Linked DNA regions of Hordeum vulgare: all the other regions are linked to region 2. Evidence: chromatin contacts called from public Hi-C data. All regions are on one chromosome and are shown on one strand. The core of a region is the stretch at or near the end of the contact, and the rest is flanking DNA. Distances in the headings are between cores, read along the strand shown.

The links. A called contact is a pair of places that touch in the nucleus more often than the background predicts.
Region 1: a Hi-C map of seedling shows a contact between it and region 2, with 4 times the contacts expected there. The contact joins the promoter of LOC123411388 here to the promoter of LOC123413286 in region 2. A contact is called at or near these places in 2 of 6 Hi-C or Micro-C datasets (leaf and seedling).
Region 3: a Hi-C map of seedling shows a contact between it and region 2, with 2.8 times the contacts expected there. The contact joins the enhancer-like site here to the promoter of LOC123413286 in region 2. A contact is called at or near these places in 1 of 6 Hi-C or Micro-C datasets (seedling) and 1 of 1 datasets of contacts at active chromatin or transcription factors (embryo).

Annotation. Positions count from the first base shown.
Region 1 is chr7H:469,757,070-469,760,244 of MorexV3_pseudomolecules_assembly, forward strand. LOC123411388 reads left to right here and starts at 1,585. Exons shown (of 2, transcript XM_045104327.1): 1 at 1,585-1,777.
Region 2 is chr7H:469,301,768-469,304,857 of MorexV3_pseudomolecules_assembly, forward strand. LOC123413286 (receptor-like protein kinase HERK 1) reads left to right here and starts at 1,377. Exons shown (of 2, transcript XM_045106226.1): 1 at 1,377-1,792; 2 at 2,771-3,090. The coding sequence starts at 1,757.
Region 3 is chr7H:469,044,819-469,048,034 of MorexV3_pseudomolecules_assembly, forward strand. No RefSeq gene overlaps it. Among protein-coding and RNA genes, the nearest start is that of LOC123413286, 260 kb to the right of the region's middle. Within about 2 kb of position 1,638, at least 2 of the 3 cell types and tissues checked have open chromatin away from gene starts, as enhancers often do. A contact at or near this core is called in seedling, where this site is marked.

The DNA.
Region 1 (3,175 bases), core at 335-2,834, 460 kb after region 2:
AAAATGAAAAGAATATAACTAAACACAAGACCAAAACACAGCTATGAGGATGATGGCATGATGTTACTAAAGCTGAACAGACCTTCATTATACTTTTCAACAGCCAATTAACTATATTAATAAATTGAGACCATTCCAAAAGTGTGAGAAAGATCTACCAATACGTCAACATTTGTTTCCCCCATAAATATTTCCTTCACTTAATATCACAACGTTTTGACATGCAACTGGCAGTATTAGTTCAGGAGAAAATTCTTGGATTGAACTTACGGGGGTGAGTGGAATACTGAGAGAAAGAAAGCTTGGAAAGTTGTATGAAGAGGATTGTCTGGTTCCCTTGGAGGAGTGACATCAATGTCCAGAGGAGAAGAGAATCTATTGCACAATCTGAATAGGATTTTCAGTTACGAATAAGCATTGCTGAAGATTTCTTCATAGATATTATTATTATCCAACACAACATTCAGAAATGTAATCGACAGTATTGTACCTTCCACAGGGTCCACCATTTTCACATTGTGCCCTAGTTCAGCCTAGCAAATCCCAAACAGAAACATGTGTCACCATTCTGCTATTATCTCTCTCAACAGGTACACATTACTTTACATGTTACAATATATCATCCACTTGCAGATTTCAATCTATGATTTTCATTGCTTTGGACGGCGCAACATCCTCGAGCTGCAGTATCTCGGACTGTATGGTTGTCACCCGCTCCAGGACCTTCGGCATGCTTACGAAACGGACGCTGCAATAAAGAAGCATCCATGTAAAAAGAATTGACGCCGCCGTCGGCGTGGGAAGCTGGTAAAGAGACACGAGACGACGAACCTGCCCTTGGTGAACCAGGGTGTGCTGGCCTCTAGATCCGGCAAGATAAGGATGATACGACCTCCATTGGGCATATGGTCCTGGGCGGCCCTGAGGTGCGACACAAAGGGTTCAAGTAGTCCGAAGGCGATTCTCCTTCCTTCCTTTCTCCACCACAACCAAAATACCAACTATACAATACAATGTGAGGGGAGGGGTGGGAGTGGGAGCGACTGTGCTGGGGAGAGGACCGACTCCGGGATCAGGGTCGCCGGTATGTGGGGACGGTGGCGACGGTGGTGGCGGCGGCGATCGATGTGGGACTCGAGAGATGAGGGGATCCACGGAGAAGAAGAAAGAAATCAGGGTTTGTCTGGGTTGGGTATTTCGATGGTGGGCTTTGTGTGGTGCAAGGATCCAAATTAACGAGAAGCCACCGATTTTGCTATGGGAGTAGCTGCCCGAGGACAGTAGACCCACTTAGTTGTTAATCACGAGAATGGGTGGTAATCGTATGGTTAGAAACGATCAGGACACATGATCTGACGGCCAAAAAACAAGGATGTGTGAGAAGGCTGGGATATGGTGCAGTTTTACTATCCTTAGTTAGAGCGATATTTATATCCGTTGAAACGCATAGACATTGTCCTAATTTTTTAAGAAAAAGGATGAACGGAAGAAAAGAAAAAAAAGAAGGCGGTCGCTTTGTTGGGTTGCTGATGCCCACCACACCAGTACATGTCGAGGTCCAACCAGCCGAGCCCAGCCCAGCCCAGCACACAGGACGCACCAATCCAAACCCATTTCCCCTTTGGTCTGGTTCCTGCCCTCCCCACACCGCGTCGCCGCCGTCCGGCTCCTTCTTCTCCGCCTGAACCCAACGGAGCAAGCCTCCAAGCGGAGCAAATCTCTGTCCGTCTCTCTACTGGATCTGGACCGGCTCCCGCGACTCCTCCTCCCTCTGTCGGTAAGGAAGCCCTAATTTTGCTCCAACCTTTTGCGGTGAAGAACCGAACCGAACCGAATCCAGCCCAGAAGGATATCTTTTCTTTGAGAGCGGCTGCTCTCACTTCCCATCCGTAGCGTAGGCAGGGCTGTGGTAACGAGCGGGTTGTGATGTTGCATCCAACGGTGTATCCGTCCATGTACATTCCCACAGCATTTTGGGTGTTTATAAGGACCATTTTCAGAAGGGATTTGGGGACCAAATTGGATTTACTATGTGCCTGTACACGTTTCTTTTACATTATACCCTAATACACAGGTAAACAAGCTTAGGAACCAAATTCTCAGTTTGACCATATTAGCTTAGAAATCATGGCACTTGCTCTTGGATTGTATGCCTTCGATTCCAATCACAATGGTGTAGAGTCTCCCCGTCTCTGAATGAATGCTCACGGGACGGGAGGAAGGACACAATTTCTGGTTATATTGTACCGTATGATCCATGAAGCACTGCATCACAGGGAAGGGGTCCAATTAATGATTCACCACTTGCAATTGCATCGGGTTTCAAATTTTCATACTAGCATTAACCGCAAGGGGGCGGTGCAAGGGTCCAACGTGAATAATAAATTTGCAAGCTCCCAAATATCTAATCATGTTCTGTGTGAACGACTGCACGAGCAATCGTGCCAATTGCCAGTGATACAATAAATTGCATCACGTGTCATTCAAACACTTCAGTGGAGCGGTCTATATAGGTTTTCTCTTTCAACTTACATTTGCTCTATCGAAAGGGAACTGCTCTTTTCCATATGTAGCGTATGGGAAAACATGAAGAGATTAAGCTGGGGCCTTGTTTGCTGCATTTTATCTTAAAAAGTTCAACCAACAAATCTCACACATGGACCATGTGAAGCTTCAGAACAGCATGTTATTTAGATTTCCCTTTCATTGCATCCTTGTTGCTGACAAGTTCCAATTCTATTTTTCACTATGAAGTTGCTAACAAGTAAACAGACCTTGTGAGGTAAGTGATTGTTCAGGTTCATGCTTGTTAGAGTGCCAATTACTGTACAAATGAAAGCTGTCTCAGTAGTTCTTCCTGTTTTTATGTACAAATAATATTTGTTTTTGCTGGAGTGGCTACTCGTCAGTAACACCTATTTTCTTTCGAGAAAAAGTAGCAACCCCTATTTTTCTAGGGTAATACGGAAGTCATATATGAGTTGCTGCTGAATTACGAGTGTTTAATTGTGTAACTGCTAGTCGGTAGAGGGGCGTCAGGTTGAACAAGGAAATAGAAGCCCAATGCCCGTACACTTATTCAGGGTGTGCTTAAATCTCTATATTTATACTGTCTAACTGCCTCCTAATGCTCAATGCCCGATTTACACTTTTACATAGCCTTCGCATTATGATT
Region 2 (3,090 bases), core at 127-2,626:
ATAGCTTCTTTGTGGCTCCACTCTTGTTGCCTCTGCTCACGAATGATCTCCCTTCAAGGATGTTGGAACCATGTTTAACAGGGGAATTAAAATGTTTTGATTGTTGAGTACTGGTCGCGCTTCTTAGTCCATCCCTAAAGGTATTGGTTCCTTTTCCGGAAATCCCTTTTGGAGCTGGGCCTCCAATGAGGCCTCCAAATTCAACTTTGAAACTTTATCAAAATTCATATTTTTACATTTTAAAAAATCTGAAAAAAATACAGATATACATGAAGATACAACATACATGTGTGTAAATTTTCAGTTTAAAATACATTGAAATGAGGGCTATGCAAAAAAGATAAATCTAGGGTTGTTTAACACATGATACTATTCATCCTCCGATGCCATAAATTTGTCTTTTTCATACAGGTTGCAACTCAAGGTATTTCATCATGAATTTTTACATACATGTGGGTTACATCCTTACATACATGCATATTTTTTTCAGAAATTTTTTAAACCATAAAAAATTGAATTTAAATTTTTCAAAAATAAAGGCCTTCATGGAGCTAGGCCTCCAAAACGCCTCTCTCTTCCTTTTCTTGCTACAAACTTTCATTAGGTTACGTGGAAGAGAAAATAAACATTCAAACTAAAATAAAATAAACTAAAATAAAATAGAGCACAGCATTACCATTTGATTCATCTCGTTTTTTGTCGTGAGACGTGAGGAGCACAAATACCAGGCAGGAACTGAAAATGCGTTGAACAGGGGGATGGGGGCATGCACGCGTGGTATGGTGGTCAAACGAACGCATCGATGAAAATACCGATTTCGTTTTGTGGAGTCAGTCCAGAACGCTTCCGCCCCCCCCCCCCCCCCCCCCACCACCACACGCTCTCTTCATTCAGTGGCGCACCACTCTCCCTCCCTCCCTCCACGAACAGAAGCGATTCTACTTACGGCAGCGATTTCTTTTCCGAAAAAAGAAGAAGAAATGTGCTGTGTTTCGTTTGTCAAAGAGGACCCAAAGGCGCGATCGCTTCTTGGGGTCGAGAAAAGATATGATCATATGACACACTTTTCCAGGCATGTCATGTGGACGGCTTACCGTGCAAGCCACTGTTCCCTCACCGCTGGTTGTGTTGTGTTCCCGTTGCATCCCTCAACTCATGTAAGTGCAGGGAGAAAGCAGGGCTTCGGCTTTGCGCCAAATAGTAACACGGTTAGGTTAGGATTAGGTTCGGGCTGGCCATGTGCATGTGCATGTGCATGATTCCCCAAATTCAGCCACCGCCGAACACCAGCCGCGATGGACGCAATAATCAGACTGGAGAGCTTCCGCATATAACTGAACTAAACTAAACTAAACTAGTAGTCCTACTTAAACTAAATCAAGCTCATCAGCACCGTCTCTGTCAGCTCAGTCTTTGCTGAATCGAACCTAGCTGTTATTATTCCTTCCCAACAAGGTGGCAGCTCACCTCCCTCCCCTCGCCTTAACTCCCGTCTCTCTCTCCCTCCCTCTCTCCAGCCTAGCGTTTTCTTGCTCCGTAAAGCTGAAAACTGCTCCAGGTCCAAGAAAAAAGCCACCTTTATCTCCCCCCTTTCCTTGCCGGCTCGCTCCGGACGGCGGTGACGGTGGTGGGCTCTGCCTCTTCTTGAGGCGCTTCTCCGGAGCATTTGCTGGCCCGGCTCGGGGCTGCTCGGACCCCGGAGGCTGTGGGAGCGGTTGGCGGCGGAGGGGCGTCGATCTCGGCCGGATCTCGGCGAATGCCCGCCGCGGGGCGCTCCGGTGGACCGGGGCAGGTGCGTGCGTCTCGCGGATCCAGCTTCTTCTTTCTTGTGTGTTTTCACGAGCGTGCTGTTCTTGTCGGCCTTCTTCATTTCTGTTGCTGTTTCTTCTTTCTTTCCCCTCCGGATTAATAGCGGTGTGGTTTTTTTTTACCATCTACTCCGTATTAGGAAAGGAAAATCTGTAGGAGTGCTGCTCTTTTCGCTCTGATTTGAAGCTGGCCATGGAAATGCCTTCAACCTCACAAATGGAAGAGTAACGAGATAGTAGAATGCAAGATGCAATCTCCTAGTCGTAGTAGGTAAAAAGGAAAATATATGGAGCAGAAACTCTGAATATTCACATATTCCTCATTATTTTATACGGAGTAGAATAAATTCGGCGCTTGTTGCCAACATCAAGCAGCAACGGTGGTCTGGTCCATACCTCCTCTCAACCTCTCACACCGTCATCTTCTCCCAAATCGGCGCCGCCGAGCACTTACGTACCCCCTGTCTTGGCTGGCGCCGCCCAGCACGCCTCGAGGCTACCATCCAGCATTGGGGAGATACTATTCCCACCTAGACTGATGTCTTCTTGTTAACGAACCCCCGTTGGTCTTGGTCTTTCTCGCTGTGAGCAAACAAATCCAGTTCTTCATTCTGGGAAGTGTGAAGAACGCCTCCATAGTTAGGGTTCGGTTTGCCTTTTTTTTTTAATTGCTTCGTCCTGATCTCAGTGGGGGTCCTATGGTGTGATCCCATGGGCTTAGGACTAGTTCGGTTCGGCATGCGAGTGGATGCCTCTTTTGGCGCTGTTCTGTATATCTGATGTTCTTGCCTTACTATCCGTTATACTTCCTCTGTACCTAGATAATTGTAGTTGCCAGTGTCCTTGTGCTTTACTAATTCCTGAATGTTTCTGCATCCATCTTTGATAAGCTTATTAGAGGATAATAGCTTGAAATTGTACATGCCATCTCAAACATTGTGCACATTTTTTTTGTAACTCAGGTCAACATTATGACGGGGAGGAGGAAGCTGCATGTGGTGACTTTGGCGATCTTGTGTTTCTGGTCATCTGCTGGGGTCTGCAAAGCACAAACAGTGGATTTCAAGCCTGCCGACAGCTACCTGGTTGACTGTGGGTCTGCCAAGGGCACCACGGTTCTCGGGAGGAACTTCGCTGCCGATGGGGCATCTCCGGTGACCGTGTCCACCTCCCAAGATATCCTTGCCGGCACCTCGGCCAACGGGGTGTCTTCGTTCGACAACCCGGTGCTTTACCAGACCGCCCGCATCTTCACGAGCCCGTCATCCTATACTTTTCCTAT
Region 3 (3,216 bases), core at 388-2,887, 260 kb before region 2:
CGATGCTACGACAACCGCCAGGAGCCATAAGGTTGTCTTTAATCATTGTACGACCTGCGTGTCAATCATTAAGTGCTATGTAATGCTTTACTTTATCGCTAACCGGTAGCAATAGTAGTACACGCATCATTGGCGCGACAACCTTGATGCCAACACGATGATGTGGATCATGATGATGGAGATCATGGTGTTGTGCTGGTGTAACAGCCCATATGTTTTCTTTCCTTAATTGTAAGCCTTTCCTCTTGTGGCAACATTGTTGAACCTATGTTATGGAAGTGATGAGGTGATTGTCATTTCATGTGTTGTCATTCCATGTGCATCTCATGCATCATATCAATTTTGTTTTAGCCTTCTTCTTGTCTACCTTGGTGCTGAGAATTCATGTCGCTAGTGATGTTCTTGTGGAGTGTGGTGTGGGTGCAACTATGACCTCAAAATCTTAGTTGAACCATAGCCCAAAACCCCCTCTCCCTTATATATTTTGAGATATAATCAGTTGCTGTTTTGGGGTTTTAAAAATGCTCATCTTGTTTGCAAGTTCTTTCAAATATATGTGGATGTCAAACATCACTGATTTGAAATAATTTCCCTTTTTGTTTTGATTAAACACGGGCTTATTTAATAAAAAAACAATTAATTTACTTGCTCTAAAAATGCCTCCTCTATTTTTATAAATAGGAGCAGCATTTTAGAGACTCGTATTTATATTTTCTTTTCTCTCCTTTATTCTGTTTTACCTCTCTCTTTTATTCCAAAAATTGATTTGAAAAAGGAAAACCTACTTTATTTAGAAAGAGGGGGAGGCAGATGAGTGGGCTATGCCCATTGCTTCTCTGGCGCTATAGCCCACCTCACTTTCCTTTCTTCCTCCTCCTCACGCCGTTCCCTCCTTCCCCTGCTTTCTGTCAGCCAGCGAGAGAGAAAGAGAGGCCGCACACGCTGTCAGCCGTCCCGTCGCGCCTATTTAGGCCCCTCGACGTGCGTGCCCTGGTAGGGTTTCCCTCCTATCCTTCATCGCGCCGCCAACCCTTCTTCATCCTTCGTCCCCCTCTGCAGGTAAGAGATCCAGGGAGAGTTTCAGAGAAAGGATAGTGGTTCAGAGAGAGAGTTCGTCGCCGACGCTGTCCCTCCCCTCGTCGCCGGTCCTTGCCCGTCGAGTCCAAGCATGTGGGGAGGATGCTGGATCCTCCCTCGTCCCGTTCCCGGCGTTAGGAGGGCAAATCTCCTCCTCCGTCGGCCCCTCCTCATCGACCTCGACAGGAGACGGAAGGGAGAAGTGATGCCGTCGTCGCCCTCGCCTCTTCTTACTCTTCTCGACAGCAAGAGCGACTCCGAGTCCCCCAGGGTGAGCGCCGCGTTCCCCTCTTCTTTCCCCACGCTAGGACCAACCTGAGCGCCGGATTGTCGCCGGCGTTGAGCTCCGCGTGGCCAGTCACAACAACCCCGTAGCACCGTCATTGTGGTCCATCTCCCGCCGCGTTAGTAATGGGAATGGATTCCCCAAGCATCCCGCTTCCCCTGCCGGTAGATGCTCGACGCCGTTGCCGCCTCCCCGCTCGCCGGAGTGGAGGCCTTCTCCTCTGCTGATTCGGCTGGAGGTAGAAGAAGATCCGTGGCCTCGGCATATGGGGAGCAGAACCTCCTTTTGTTCAGACTTCCCCGCGCTAGCCCAGTGGCGCCAGCCCCGCGCCTCCGCCAGGAGGGTGTGTGTTCGAATCCCCCTGGCGTCCCTTTTGTTGATTGATTTAATTTTCCTGTGCATTATGACACCTTACTTCCTGTGGTTCTCCCCATAGTGCAGCACTGAGATGATAGCCCAGTGGTGGAGTAGGTTAGTTCTACCAGGGAAGTGGTGGGTTCGCCCCCCCCTTGGCACCTTTTCTTTGTATTTTGTTTTCCATGTGTATGTGTATGTGTATGTGTGTATGTCTGAGAGGCTGTAGCACATGTAGAGTAGTGTGTGTGTGTGTGAGAGTGGGTCCAAAGGACCCACATGTCATCCTAAGAGAGAGCCATTGCCAAGTGGACCCCTTTTGTTGATTGATTTAATTTTCCTGTGCATTATCAACAGAGACACCTTACTTCCTGTGGTTCTCCCTATAGTGCAGCACTGAGATGATAGCCCAGTGGTGGAGTAGGTTAGTTCTACCAGGGAAGTGGTAGGTTCGCCCCCCCCTTGGCACCTTTTCTTTGTATTTTGTTTTCCATGTGTATGTGTATGTGTATGTGTGTATGTCTGAGAGGCTGTAGCACATGTAGAGTAGTGTGTGTGTGTGTGAGAGTGGGTCCAAAGGACCCACATGTCATCCTAAGAGAGAGCCATTGCCAAGTGGACCCCTTTTGTTGATTGATTTAATTTTCCTGTGCATTATCAACAGAGACACCTTACTTCCTGTGGTTCTCCCTATAGTGCAGCACTGAGATGATAGCCCAGTGGTGGAGTAGGTTAGTTCTACCAGGGAAGTGGTGGGTTCGCCCCCCCTTGGCACCTTTTCTTTGTATTTTGTTTTCCATGTGTATGTGTATGTGTGTATGTCTGAGAGGCTGTAGCACATGTAGAGTAGTGTGTGTGTGTGTGAGAGTGGGTCCAAAGGACCCACATGTCATCCTAAGAGAGAGCCATTGCCAAGTGGACCCCTTTTGTTGATTGATTTAATTTTCCTGTGCATTATCAATAGAGACACCTTACTTCCTGTGGTTCTCCCTATAGTGCAGCACTGAGATGATAGCCCAGTGGTGGAGTAGGTTAGTTCTACCAGGGAAGTGGTGGGTTCGCCCCCCCCTTGGCACCTTTTCTTTGTATTTTGTTTTCCATGTGTATGTGTATGTGTGTATGTCTGAGAGGCTGTAGCACATGTAGAGTAGTGTGTGTGTGTGTGAGAGTGGGTCCAAAGGACCCACATGTCATCCTAAGAGAGAGCCATTGCCAAGTGGACCCCTTTTGTTGATTGATTTAATTTTCCTGTGCATTATCAACAGAGACACCTTACTTCCTGTGGTTCTCCCTATAGTGCAGCACTGAGATGATAGCCCAGTGGTGGAGTAGGTTAGTTCTACCAGGGAAGTGGTGGGTTCGCCCCCCCCCCCTTGGCACCTTTTCTTTGTATTTTGTTTTCCATGTGTATGTGTATGTGTGTATGTCTGAGAGGCTGTAGCACATGTAGAGTAGTGTGTGTGTGTGTGAGAGTGGGTCCAAAGGACCCACATGTCATC